Regions from separate parts of the Rattus norvegicus genome. Here region 2 is linked to region 1. The links are chromatin contacts, called in public Hi-C maps. All regions are on one chromosome and are shown on one strand. Each heading gives the region's core, a stretch centred on a gene start, on an enhancer-like site or on the middle of the called end of the contact. The rest is flanking DNA. Distances are from core to core; before and after follow the strand shown. Region 1 holds the start of Tpx2 (TPX2, microtubule nucleation factor). Region 2 holds the start of Pdrg1 (p53 and DNA damage regulated 1).

What was found. Hi-C and Micro-C count contacts between places; a contact is called where the count stands out from the background.
Region 2: a contact with region 1 is called in a Hi-C map of liver, with 4 times the contacts expected there. The contact joins the promoter of Pdrg1 here to the promoter of Tpx2 in region 1. A contact is called at or near these places in 2 of 12 Hi-C or Micro-C datasets (kidney and liver).

The regions. Positions count from the first base shown.
Region 1 is chr3:161,774,916-161,781,389 of GRCr8, reverse strand. Tpx2 (TPX2, microtubule nucleation factor) reads right to left here and starts at 2,670. Exons shown (of 17, transcript NM_001107790.2): 1 at 2,342-2,670.
Region 2 is chr3:161,941,353-161,947,826 of GRCr8, reverse strand. It overlaps Pdrg1 (p53 and DNA damage regulated 1), which reads left to right and starts at 3,846. Exons shown (of 5, transcript NM_001014762.1): 1 at 3,846-3,965; 2 at 5,125-5,200. The coding sequence starts at 3,879.

The sequences.
Region 1 (6,474 bases), core at 1,421-3,920:
ATCTATCTTACATAATAACTCAGGCTAGTCAATCACACCATCATCAGTTCTGCTTCCTGCTACCATGGGGGGAAAAAGATAAAAAACAAAGCCAAAAACATCTTTGTGAAAGGATACTTAAATTCTCCGCTCAAAAGTTAAAAAGAAATTTTTTTAAAAAAAGGGAAGAAGCTGAGTGTACAGGCTCTCATTGTAGAGAACAGACCCAAGAAAAGCTAAAGGAAAAAAAATATAATGAGAATGTAGAATTCAATCTCTCCTGATACAAGAACAAGAAACAAAGGACTTTTCCACATAACTTTTCTTTAGCCAAACTTAACTGGACCTGCAAGATAATCTGATGAGAATTTGGTTCTAATGAGCACATTAGCATAAACCTGGCCAAAGGAATGTTTTTATTTGCATATTAGAATACTTCAAGTTACTATGATCTAGTTTTTCACACTTGCTATTTTGCTGTCAACTTAGGCAGGGCCTTCCTAGACTCCCAATTCAACATATATGCAGCCTGGTCTCGTCCCTGTCTAGCCAAACCCTGTTTTCTGACAGTCAGTTTGTATCCCAGACGCTTCAGAAACCCAACCTTCCCTGTATTAAGTCTCATCCATCTCCACACCTAAATTGCCAGAATACTTGAAAACCAAAACCAAAGCATTTATTCACATAATAGTAACTTACACGGATTCTGTCTTAAAAATGGAAATTGGTAGAATTCTTGCTTAGTACATACAAAGCCCTGGGCTCCAGGTCTAGCACAGACTATGGTGGTGCACAGCCATAAACCCAACATTCTGGCAGTGAAGGAAAGAGGACTAGGAGTTCAAGAACAGCCTGTGCAGGTTAGAGAGATGCCCAGTAGTTAGGAGCACCAGCTGCTCTTCCAAAGAACCCAGGTTCAATTCCCAGCAACCACATGGCAGTTCTGGTAACTCCAGTTCCAGGGGGTCTAACACCTTCATGCAGAGGGATACCTAGGCAAAACACATAAATTAACTATAAAAAAGAACAGCCTTGGGGCTGGGGATTTAGCTCAGTGGTAGAGCGCTTACCTAGGAAGCACAAGGCCCTGGGTTCAGTCCCCAGCTCCGAAAAAAAGAACCAAAAAAAAAAAAAAAAAAAAGAACAGCCTTTCTTTCAGGTCCATGTGGGCTACACAAGACCCTATCTCAACAGTAATCATTATCATCACAAAAAAAGTACAGAGTAACCCAGTCATCCCTTCTACCATGAGCAAGAAGATATTGATCAAGCATTTTGATTCCAAGCATACCAGGAAAACCTTGAATACATTATGTATCCATATACATATAAAATCTAACATCCACTAACGTAAACACATAATATACACTCTCAAAGGTCAATCAGTTGGTCCAATTAGTTGCAGGCCTCAATAATTTTGTACCAAAAATGACAACATGACATTACCAAAGAGACACAAACCAACCAAGAGAAAACAGTATGATGTGAGGCAATCTGACAGGTGTTATACTACACTGAGGCCACATACAAGAATATTCCTACTAGCTAGGTGTGGTGACACACACCTTTAATTCCAGAACCTGGGACACAGAGGCAGGCAGATCTCTTGTTTGATACCAGCCTGGTCGACACAGTGAGTTTCAGGACAGCCAGAGATATGTAAAAGAGATCCTGTCTCAAAACAACAGCAAAACCAATATTTTTATTGTATTACCAAATAGTTCTTTAATTGTTTTTTAATATGAGAAAAAGGCAAATAAAGATGAAGGATGTGAAGATACAAGGATGAGGCAGAAATACATACATACATACATACATACATACATACATACATACATACACACCCACATATACAAACACACACACACACACACAGTTTGGTGGGAGTCCTTGCTACTATTGAGAAAATTATATGTGATTACGAATCAGAAAATAGGGTGTAAGCACAACTGACAATACTATATGACCTTTATGATACTATATCACATCTATCCTTCCCTTCCAATCTTTAAATGTCCCAAAAAAAGGAAGACAAAAAGGCAGAAACACCTAATGACTCGATACAAAGAGGGCAGGCAATAAGAATGGAATAAAATGAATGTTGTAGTCCAAACAGAAGACAATCAAGATGGAATTAAACTCTAACTCAGTTGTGTTGGCACGACACCAGATTTAGTTTTCTATCTCAGACAAACGCAGTTGTTGGTGATCACATCTCTTTTCCTCCACCAAAGCTATTTAATGGCAGGGCTATTTCCCTCCACTGGGCCTCGACTTCCTTCCCTAAAGTAATGCTAGGAGCGCTTAATTAATAAATTTGGTGCGGAAACTGGAGAACAGTGCTTACACCAACAGCCGTTACCGTCTAGTAGCTGACAGCCTGGAGCAACCTCTGCTCCGGGGTTCCCAGGAATACTGAAGCCGAATCTGAGACTTCACTCCCAAGTCCCGACCCCGGCGTCCGAAGCCCGCGCGCTGTCTAGGCTGGCATGGCCCGCCCCGCGGACTCCTCCACCCTCTCAGAAAACTGAGGAATGGCTCCCGGCGCACCGCTGCTTCCCCTCACCTTCACACTACTTTCCCGGCTTCAGCTTGCACCAACTCTAAGAAGCCAGCGCCTAAGACGGCTCCCGGACACAACTAGTACGGTTGAAAATTTGAACTCAGACACCGGTCAAATGCACCAATCAGAGAGCCGGAAGTTAACAACTCTGCCCTCTGATTGGCCTCTGAAAATGCAGCGGCGCCGGAAGTTAGGAGGCGGGACAAGATGGCAACTGGCCAGAGCGCCTTCAGAGAAATGTAGTCCCTAGCGCGGGCGCATTGAAACGACTCGACTACAAAACCCAGAATCCTCTGCTCCTATTTGGTTTTGTTTAGGGCTTGATAGGGTTCCGAGGTTTTGTTTTGTTTGCGGTAGGGCCACTTTGAGTCCAAGCTTTCCTGAATCCTCAGTATAACTGAGGATGACTTTAAACTATTGATCCTTGGGGGCTGGAGAGAAGGCTCAGCGGTTCAGAGCACTGACTACTCTTCCAGAGGTCCTGAGTTCAATTCCCACAACCACATGGTGGCTCACAACCAACTGTAATGGGATCCGATGCCCTCTTCTCATGTGTCTGAAGACAGCGACAGTGTACTCACATACATAAAATAAATAAATCCCCCACGTCCCAAGTGCAGGGATTTCAGATGTGTCTCATCATGCTAGGCTTGTTCCTACTTAATTGGAAGAATTGGTACTAGAATCTAGTGACTAGATGAAGTGAGAAGACCCATTTAAGTATATAAAGGCAGTGGGCTGCGTCCTAGGCCTCCCAAAAACGTGAGAAGGAAACGTTTTACTTTTTAAAGATTATTCTCTCCATGTATATGAATGTGTTTCCTGCAATAAACTCAGTGTAGTAGCCCAGGTCTTTGAAACCAGCATTCAGGAGGCAGAAACAGGATGAATCTATACATTCTAAGCCCTAAGCCATGCTAGTGTGCAAAGAAAGCTCCAAACTGGTCAGAGCTCCATAGGAAGACTTTGTCTCAAAAAAGGCACATAAAAAAAAAAAAAAAAGTGCAAGGTGCTGACACATGCCTTTAATCCAGCACTCAGGAGACAGAGGCTAGTGTATCTCTGTGACCGGGGCAACACAGAGAAACCCTGTATCGGAAAGCACAAAAAGACGGGTAATAGAAAAGAGGCACATAAGAGTTAGGTACAATGATATATGTGGCATTTCATACATGTATAAAAGGCACAATGAAGCACAGTTTAGATACTAACTAAAAATTAGTTTGAGTAAACTTTTTAAAGTCATGTGAGATTGTAACTTTAATTTTTTCAAAACCTATTTTTAATTATGGGTCCTAAATGCTTTAACCTCCCTCGTAGCCCACCACCCACCAGAGGTAGTTGGAAAGAAAGGATACTGGGGGTGGGGGGGAACGTGGTGAGGGGGCGTGGTGAGGGGCGTGGTGAGGGGGCGTGGTGGACCTATACAGAAAGGTTCTTCGGAGCAATTCCTATTTGTGTTGTCTGGAAATTGGCAGTTTAGTTCACAGGTCAGCAGCAGCAGCTCCATCCACCCATAAACACTTCATGGATACACCAGCGGTCCAGTTCTGTAGAGTTGTGGTAACAGTGGTGACAAATCTAACAGAGACAGCCAGGTCTTAGCCTAGGCTCCAGTCATCAGGAGGGAGACCAACAAGCGTTGCACAGCTAGCTCTGTAAGCAAGCCTAGTTCAGCCTCCGTCACTGTGCACTGAGTCCTATTTATACCCTCCAAACATCTCGTGTCCTCCACAGGTCTTGCTTTAGCACGTGTGTCTGTCTTAGCCGGCATCACTCTGCCAATCAGCCCAAGTCTGCAGAAGCAGCAATGTCTGCAGCATACCATCAGGAATTTTTGGGTGCGTTTCTTCTATGGTGTCTCGACAAAAATGCAGCTCAACTACACAATGTAAGGCGAACCAATACATGTGTGTCATTAGCAAAGAATCCTTCATCACATGTCCTTCATGTGCTTGCTTTAGCAGAACATCCTTTCTCCTGTGTCTGCTTCAGCAAAACGTTCCTTCACATATTTGCCCCAGCAAAACACCATCTAACCAACTTTCCAAAGAATCCTCAAGTTCCCACTTCATGAGATAGTCAGTCGGTTTTCTCTGCTGAAGAAATAGACAGGTTTATTCGGATGGGCTCCCGGGCAAGTTCACCAGCCTCAGGGGACCAGACCTGCAAATGTTGAGGGCAGACTCTGATTAAGTTTTTTAATAGATTGTAGGCAAAAGAAAATGATCTATCACATGCTTGGCTTATGCCGGGGGTGGGGGGGGAGGGGCGGGGACTGGTGACTTCAGGTGAGAGCGCTTGGGACAGATATCAGGATTCTGGGGCTGAGCTTTTTGGAGAATTTTTGTTTTCTCTCCTTCTCCCCCTAAGCCCCCTTCCCTCTCCCTCTCCCTTCTCCATCTCACTCTCTCTCTCCATCTCCCTCTCTCAATCTATCTCTTTTCCCCCCTTCCCCCCCCCCCCCGGAGCTGAGGACCGAACCCAGGGCCTTGTGCTTGCTAGGCAAGCGCTCTACCACTGAGCTAAATCCCCAACCTCTTCAATCTCTCTCTTATCCTGGCCTGCACATCAGGATGTAGCTCTTGCTACCCCTCTGTGCCAATGTTACCTGCCAAGCTGATAACGGATCAAACCTCTGAAACTGTAAGAAAACCCGCAATCATTGCTTTCTTTTCTAAGTCTTGCCTTGGTTATTGTCTTCACATCAATAGAAGAATGACGAAGACAGGGAGCGAATGCTCCAACTAACCTAGACACCTTAGGCCACCAATAAAACCTCCAATGCCAGGAATGGGTTGGGGCATCTTTGCATCTTTGTTATCGATAAAGAGGTCTCCTAGTACCTTTTTTTTTTTTTAGATTTATTTGTTTATTACACTGTACACCATAGCTGTCTTCAGACACACCAGAAGACAGCATCAGATCCCATTACAGATGATTATGAGCCATCATGTGGTTGCTGGGAAGTGAGCTCAGGACCTCTGGAAAAGCAGTCAGTGCTCTGAACCACTGAGCCATCACTCCAGCCCTCTCCTAGCACTTTTTTTTTAATATTTTTAAGATGTATTTATTTTATGTATATGAGTTTACTGTAACTGTCTTCAGACACACCGGGAGAGGGCATCGGATCCCATTACAGATGGTTGTGAGCCACCATGTGGTTGCTGGGATTTGAACTCAGGACCTCTAGAAGAGCAGTCAGTGCTCTTAACCGCTGAGCCATCTCTCCAGCCCTCTCCTAGCACTTCTAAGCAGGGTGGGACATAGCAAAAGGTCCCACGATGGCAAGCAGATGAAGTTCTTTCCTTTCTTAAGACTTTTTGTTTGATTGTTTTGTTTTTCAAAACAGGGTTTCTCTGTGTAAAGCTAGCTGTGCTGGAATTCAATCTGACAGGCCTTGAACTCATGGAGATCCACCTGTTTCTGCCTCCAAAGAGCTGGGATTAAAGGCATGCACCACCAGCAGCCGGCTTTAGGATTAATTTTTAATTGGGTACATTGGGCAGATGTGTACCTGTGAGTGCAGGGGCCTGCAGAGCCCCTGGGGTTGGAGTTACAGGTGATTGTGAGCACCCAATAGGAGTGCTAGAAACCAAACTTGGGTGTTACAGGATATTTGATCACGCTGTGAACCCAGAGATTTTTTTTTTTATTTACTGGGAAAACTGTTTGCTGTTGAAGTGTGGCTCAGCCTTAGCACACGCCTTTAATCCAAGAGCTTTCTGCTTGGATACTGTTAACAGGATTAAACAAAATCAACCATAGTTTGAGAGTTGGAACAAGCAACCAGTTGACAGGAAGTGAACATAAGATTATTAAGAAAATACCGTAGAGGGGCTGGGGATTTAGCTCAGTGGTAGAGCACTTACCTAGGAATCGCAAGGCCCTGGATTCGGTCCCCAGCTCCGAAAAAAAGAACCAAAAAAAAA
Region 2 (6,474 bases), core at 2,597-5,096, 170 kb before region 1:
CTCCTACAGCTTTAATCACCTCGACAATACACTAGCCATGTGGCCACCCAGCCTGGACTTACCAGCTGTTACCTTGAGCTGGCTCTGTTCATCTTTCATGTGCCAGGGTTTAGAAAGTCCACCCTCACATCCATCCCATAATCATTGACTGAGCACAACTGTGCCAAGTTCATTCTTGGTCTAGAGATGGCTGTGAACTGGACAGCCAAGGTCCTGTCAGGGAAAACCTAGCTGTCATCTCAAAGGGAATAAGAGAGTTTATTCTGAGCCGCCAAATATGTGAGCCCATTGCCCCAAACACAGATTCAGATTATCTCAGATGACTGCTCCACTGTGGACAAACGTTACATGAGTTATTCTGAAACAGGGTCTCACCATATTGACCTGACTGGCCCAGAAAACCCTGCTTTCTAGGATACCTTTGAAATTTCAGAGTGCTGAAATTAAAGGCACAAGCTACCAAGCCCAGCCCAGGTTACATGAGCTCTTGATAATCATAGAACAAAACAAAGGCAAAATTCACCCCATTTATTAAATATGTTGGTGGAGGCTGCGGTCAGACAAGGAATGGCAAAATGGGGGAAGTTGTTACAGGTTTTAGACGCTATCTGCTGACCTTCTTAGCAGTTGGGTGGTGTGAGATCTACTGATCTACGTAAAATATATTTCAAAGGTTTTTACCTCATAGGAAAAAAAAAGTCACAGGTGTGGGCAACAAACGGCTAGAAAGGGGAATAAAGACAGCACAGGATAATTCAGTTCTGAATCTGCAACATTTCAACTCTTTGCAATCACAAAGTTTGGATCAGTCCATCGATTTTTCAGAGTAGGTGTGACCTCTCTCTCTGGTAACTTCATTCACAAAATCCATTTCAAGAAGCTAATGCTCAGAAAGGGATGTTGAGAGAGCAGAGAGAGAGAGAGAGAGAGAGAGAGAGAGAGAGAGAGAGAGAGAGAGAGAGAGAGAGATACAGAGGTGGGGACACACAGCACAGAAGAGAGAGGACGTGACCTGACAGGTGGAGACACATCATGACTGCAGTAACAAAGGAACTGGGAGAAAATCAAACCAGGCTGAGGGCCACTGTGTGCAAATGTCCTGAGGATCCTCACCGCCCCTCGGTCCAGTGACCTTCTCTTATGTGGATGGATGCAGCAGCCCCACATGAGAAGCATCAATGTCGACCCCACAGAGAAGTAAAGATGTGGGCGATGAGTCACTCATTCCTCCCTCCTTTCTAGGGCTTCATTCCATTGCCAACCTTACCTGGTACTTGCTGCTGGCCTTGCCTCAGTGAGCAGAGACAAGTCACAGGTCTGGGCAGCAGGGACTGCAGTCTGCAGGCAATGGCCAAGGAGGGCCTTGTGGGTGAGGATATGGCACTGACACCTCCTTTTCCCCAGCTATTTATATCCAGTGGCTCCTTTGCCTCTCTGGCTTCATCTCCCACCTTTCTCCCTCGCCCATTCTATTACATGTGCATTAGCCTCACTGCTGCTCACCTCAGGGTCATTGTGCCTGCTGCGTCCTCTACCTACAGTGCTACCTCACCCCATCCAGGTACCCTCATGTCTCACCCCTTACCTCCTCCACAGTTTTGTTCCAATGCCACCTCTTCGGAGAAGCCTTCTCTAACCACCTATCCCAAATGGCTCCTGTATCTCTCCCTGTCCACCTTGCATTGCTGGGGACCTGGCAACACGCATCTACGTTTGATCCAGGATGCATTTGGTTATATCCCTGTCGATGGTCCACTCCCCTGCCTCCACAGCCTAAAGGCAGGTATCACACCGGCTTTGCTCACAGTAGACTCATGAATCTCTGAGCCTGGGAAATTGCTACATTTTCATGACACGAATAGTTAGGTAATGTCAGAGATGTCCCAGAGTCCACAATCTGCTCATTTTGACTCTTGGAGATGAGTATGACCTTCCCTGCAATATCCAGTGACCAGATGTGGCCCCCGAGGGCCAGTCAGAGCCAAGAAATTTAACATGGAACCTTCCTTAACTTCTCTCCATTCAGGCCCACCCAGCAGGGGTCAGGGGTGTCAGTTTTTCCAGCCATCTTTGGCCCCAAGGTGGAGAGAGGATACAGGACTAGGGTCCAGACCCCAGGGATTCCTGGAAGACTCATTTTTCCTTTGGCAAATACCCCCACTTCCTTCACAGGGCCTGTGCCTGCGTTTCTGAACCAGAAGGTGTTTACACAAAACATCCTGGGTTTGGCGACAAATTCACCCTCTATGAGGAATCCTTAATGACGCTTCCTCCATCCCCACACCAGGCAGCTGCAGAGAAAACTGTCTCAGTCTCTAGGAATTGAAGGAAGCCCAAAGCCAGACAAGACGGAGGTGTTTCTGGGCTTCGTGAGCCACAGTTTGTCAGTGTCCGTCAACAGTTGTGAGACAGAGACCAGCACCCTCCACCCTGGGGATCTGTGCCCTTGTCCCAGCCTCAGCCTGCAGCTGTATAACTAAACAGTCGTAATCCGGTCTCTACAAAAGTGGCCATGAAATTCAAGTGAGGCCAAGAATATGAATGGGCTAAGTTACCCAGAGTCAAAAAAGGAGACTAAAAAATGGATGTCAGAGTTGAGTCTTAGGGCTGGGGAGGTGGCTTAGTGAGTGAGGAGTGTTCACTTTACACTCAGAATGAGGATCTGAGTTTGAATCCCAAACACCTACAGAAAAATCCAGACATGGTTGTGTGGGCCTGTCACTTCAGCATTGGGGAGCAAACAGCCACAGGCAGATCCAGAGAGCCCCAAGTCTAGGCTGCCTAACCCAAAAGAGCTTCCGTTTCAACGAGAGGCTCTATTTCATGACAATAAGGTGGAGAATGTCAAAGGAAGACACCTGTCACCCTGCTCTGGCCTCTGCTTGTCTCTGCAGGGGCACAGAGTACCCTTATATGCATGCACCACACACATACACTCACACAAAAGAAAACAGATGAGATATAGCTCAGGTGTAGCGCTTGAGAGGCACTGGGGTAATTCCAGTTCCACACACGGAAAAACAAGAGGATGGGTGAGGTAGCCCGCCTCTAAGCCTCCAGCTTTGCAAATGTACAGTAAGAGATTGGGGGACCCCTCTGGTTCTGTCGGGCAGTCATCACCCTCCCACCCCCACCCCCCGGAAGTCCAGGATCCTAATTCACTCTTCAGATCTTACTGACACTTCATTGCTCACCCTGGACAGTTTCCAGCTCCTTCTGTGAATCTTGGCTTGCTACTGTGGACATTAGATTCAACAAACGCTGCAACCAGATGTAATTTAAAATGATTTCTGCTTCCTTTCTGTCTTCCGTGGTGGTGGGGGCGGGGGGGGGAGACAGGAAAGACAGAGACAGAGACAGAGAGACAGAGAGAGTCAGTGCGGGGAATTTCTATACCCATTATTTACAAACTGGAAGCTGAAAGTGTCGCGGGTTAAAATATGAGTCTCTTTGCCACACTCAGTTTCTTGGCGATGTTAAACTGGACTTTATGATCTCTGTGTCTCCAAAGCCATTATCGCTACCTCCCATAATGTGTAATTATTTTGCTGTCAGTGTTTGCTGTTTTCCAATGGAATGACGTTCCTAGAGCCGGGATGCTTCTTTTGCAGCCGCCTTCCCGACACCCAACCTGGTTTATGGTGGATGCCCAGGAACCCTTTGAAGGGAGGGGAAAGGGCAGTGCGTTGGGCTGCTCGATCAGAGCCTGCAGGGGGCGCATCTTCCCTGCTCCCAAAGCCTGACCCTCCCCTCTGGAGCCCAGCTGAGGCGCATGTTCTTTTCACTGCGCAGGCTTGCCGGAAGTCCCAGAACGGCGCGTGCGCGGAAGGAGCTGGGGTGAAGTAGTAGTGCGAGTGTCGGAAGAGGTCTGTGGCACCATGGTGTCCCCCGAGGCGGATCGAGTGCTGCGGTACCTGGTCGAAGTGGAGGAGCTGGCAGAGGCAGTGCTCTCAGACAAGCGGCAGGTGAGAGACGCGGCGGCCGCGAGCGCCCTACGCAAGTGCGCGGCGTCGCAGGGTGATCACCGGGCCTCCCGGCGTCACTGCTCCTAGCGGCCTGGTGCCTAGTGAGCGCCAGTCAGTTCTGTATTGGGCAGTTGCCTTCCTTTCACCCTGCCCCGTCATTGCTGGTCCCCCGGATCCCTGACACCACTTTCCAAACGCAGTCCCAGGCCCATCTTGAATCAGGTTGTTGAGACATGGGCAGGATGTGTCTGGGCAGTACACTGATGTGCGTGTGCGTGTGCGTGGGGGGCGGCGGCTTGGTTGAAGGCTTCGTAGACCCGAAAGGGGTGCTTGGCTCTGGTTCTGTGGTAAGTAGTCCCTAAAGGGAGTTCGTCCTGGGGATGTTATCATTGAATAGTGACTGATAGATTGATCGGTTGGTTTAGACTAAACTTTAGAGGATCTCATGTATCTCAGACTTCTCGAACTCACTGTGTCGCCTAAGACAGCCTTGAACAACCCGTGGTATGTCCTTGTCAGTGTCCTGAGTTCTGGGATTACAGGTGTGCATTTAGATTTTAAAAGTCTCTCTCTGGCTCCTTCCTAGAGTGCAGCGAGCCATTTAGCTGATCCAGATGATCTGGATTTAGACAAGATGGGAATGATGGGGTGAGACATATACTTGGTGGTCTTCAGAAGCTACCATAATGACCGTAATGACTCTTCGTGATCTATATTTGAAAAGGCTTGATGGTTCACTAGCTGCAGCCCCAGAAAGTCGCCTCTTGAGCAGTTAGTTGTCATAGTGGTACGGTGCAACAGCTGCTCCAGTCCAGTATGGTTGAATGTCTGGTGAGACTGTCAGAGTTACTTAACAAGAGCTTGTCAATAGTCACTGTCTAGAGGAGACACTCAACTAACTCCCTGGTGACCCCGGTATACTCTCAAGTTTGAGTGGATGATACAAAGTGGCTCAATCTGCAAACATTTTCCCACCACCTTCTGTGGAGGAGGAAAGCTCCATACAAACAGAGGAGCTGGAAACCAAGTGGGTAAAGAAGAACGTTCACACCTGAGTCGTCCATGTCAGGCAAGACATTGGAACTTCACCAGAAACGATACCTTGTTTCTTCAGATTGGGGCAGGAGGCAGCTGAGTTCCCATCTGCTCCTGTTTTCAGATTGTAGACCTGGACACCAAGAGGAATCAGAACCGAGAGGGCCTGAGGGCCCTACAGAAAGACCCGAGTGTCTCTGGTAAGTTGTGGCATCCTTACTGAAGCCCTGGAAGCTGGTTCAGGGACTTCATTATCCCTGGTAAAGACCAGCCAGGCAGGAGGCTGGGACTGTGTGACTCACCCTCATGGGGAACTAAGACAGCTTGTGGAGAAGAGCAAGCCAGTGTTGCAGGTCAGACATATGCTGTGACTCAGAATTTAGCTGCTCACTTCAGCGACAGGCCATTAGCTCATCACTCACTGACGGCAGATACAGAGAGTGCTCACGGCACATAAAAAGCAATAGTTCTGCCCTTATGTTCCACATGAGGAAAAGCAGCATAGACACATAACTGAAAATGGTGAGAGGCCATGGGTGGGTATTGAGGCCAGGTGGCTGTGGCTGGTGGTAGCAAGCAGAGGTCTGACATGAAGCAGTTCTGGAAAGGAGGGCAGCATCCAGGCCATAGTGAAGGCTGACATGTAGGGCTTCCACTGGCTTATCTCACCTGAGTGAAACCCAGAGCTGTCCTGCAGGACTCCCCATGACCCAGCCCCACACCCCTATTAGCCCTGACTCTCCTGCTCACTCACTGGTCCCTTGGTTGTTAGCCTGGCTCTGTTTTCCCACATGTCTGTAAGTGTAGTGTCCTCCCTTTCCTCAGTTCTGTGCCTGAATGTCACATCTACATAGAAGTCTCATACCAACTTTCAACACATCAGTCCTCTGACAATTCCCAGCTCTTTAAACAGCTTTTGTTGTTGTTGTTGGGTTTTTTGTCTGTCTGTTTAATTAACTGGTCCTTTTGCCACACTCTGGGCTCTTCCACCCTTCTCCCCCAACTTTTCCACCTTTTCAACCCCCAACACTAGATAAGAGAGAAAAAAGGATGAAGAAAAGAGATCCTTGAATAAAGTCAGGGGGGTTGGAAAGGGGGCACCTAGCGTTATTACACCCTCTCAAAAGCCCTCAGAATTCCAAACATCACACACTCGAAGAAACTATCTGCAGCTGGCAAAATCATGCCAGAGCATGAGGCAAACCACAGTCAGCTGCTGTGCTCAGTCTCTCTGAGCTCCCCATATCCCACACCTGGGATTATAAGGAAGACATAATTCTTACAGGATTTCTGTGTTTGTTTATTTGTTTGTTTTTAAAGAAACAAAAATGCCAAAACTGCCACTACAGGTTTCCATGCTAGTTCTTAAGCGGTGTGTGGAAAACAGCTTCGCTCACTCCCCATCTTTTGCTATGACGTGATTTCCACGAGAGCATGAACTGTCTTGTTCTGCTATGTTCTTAGCATCTGAACA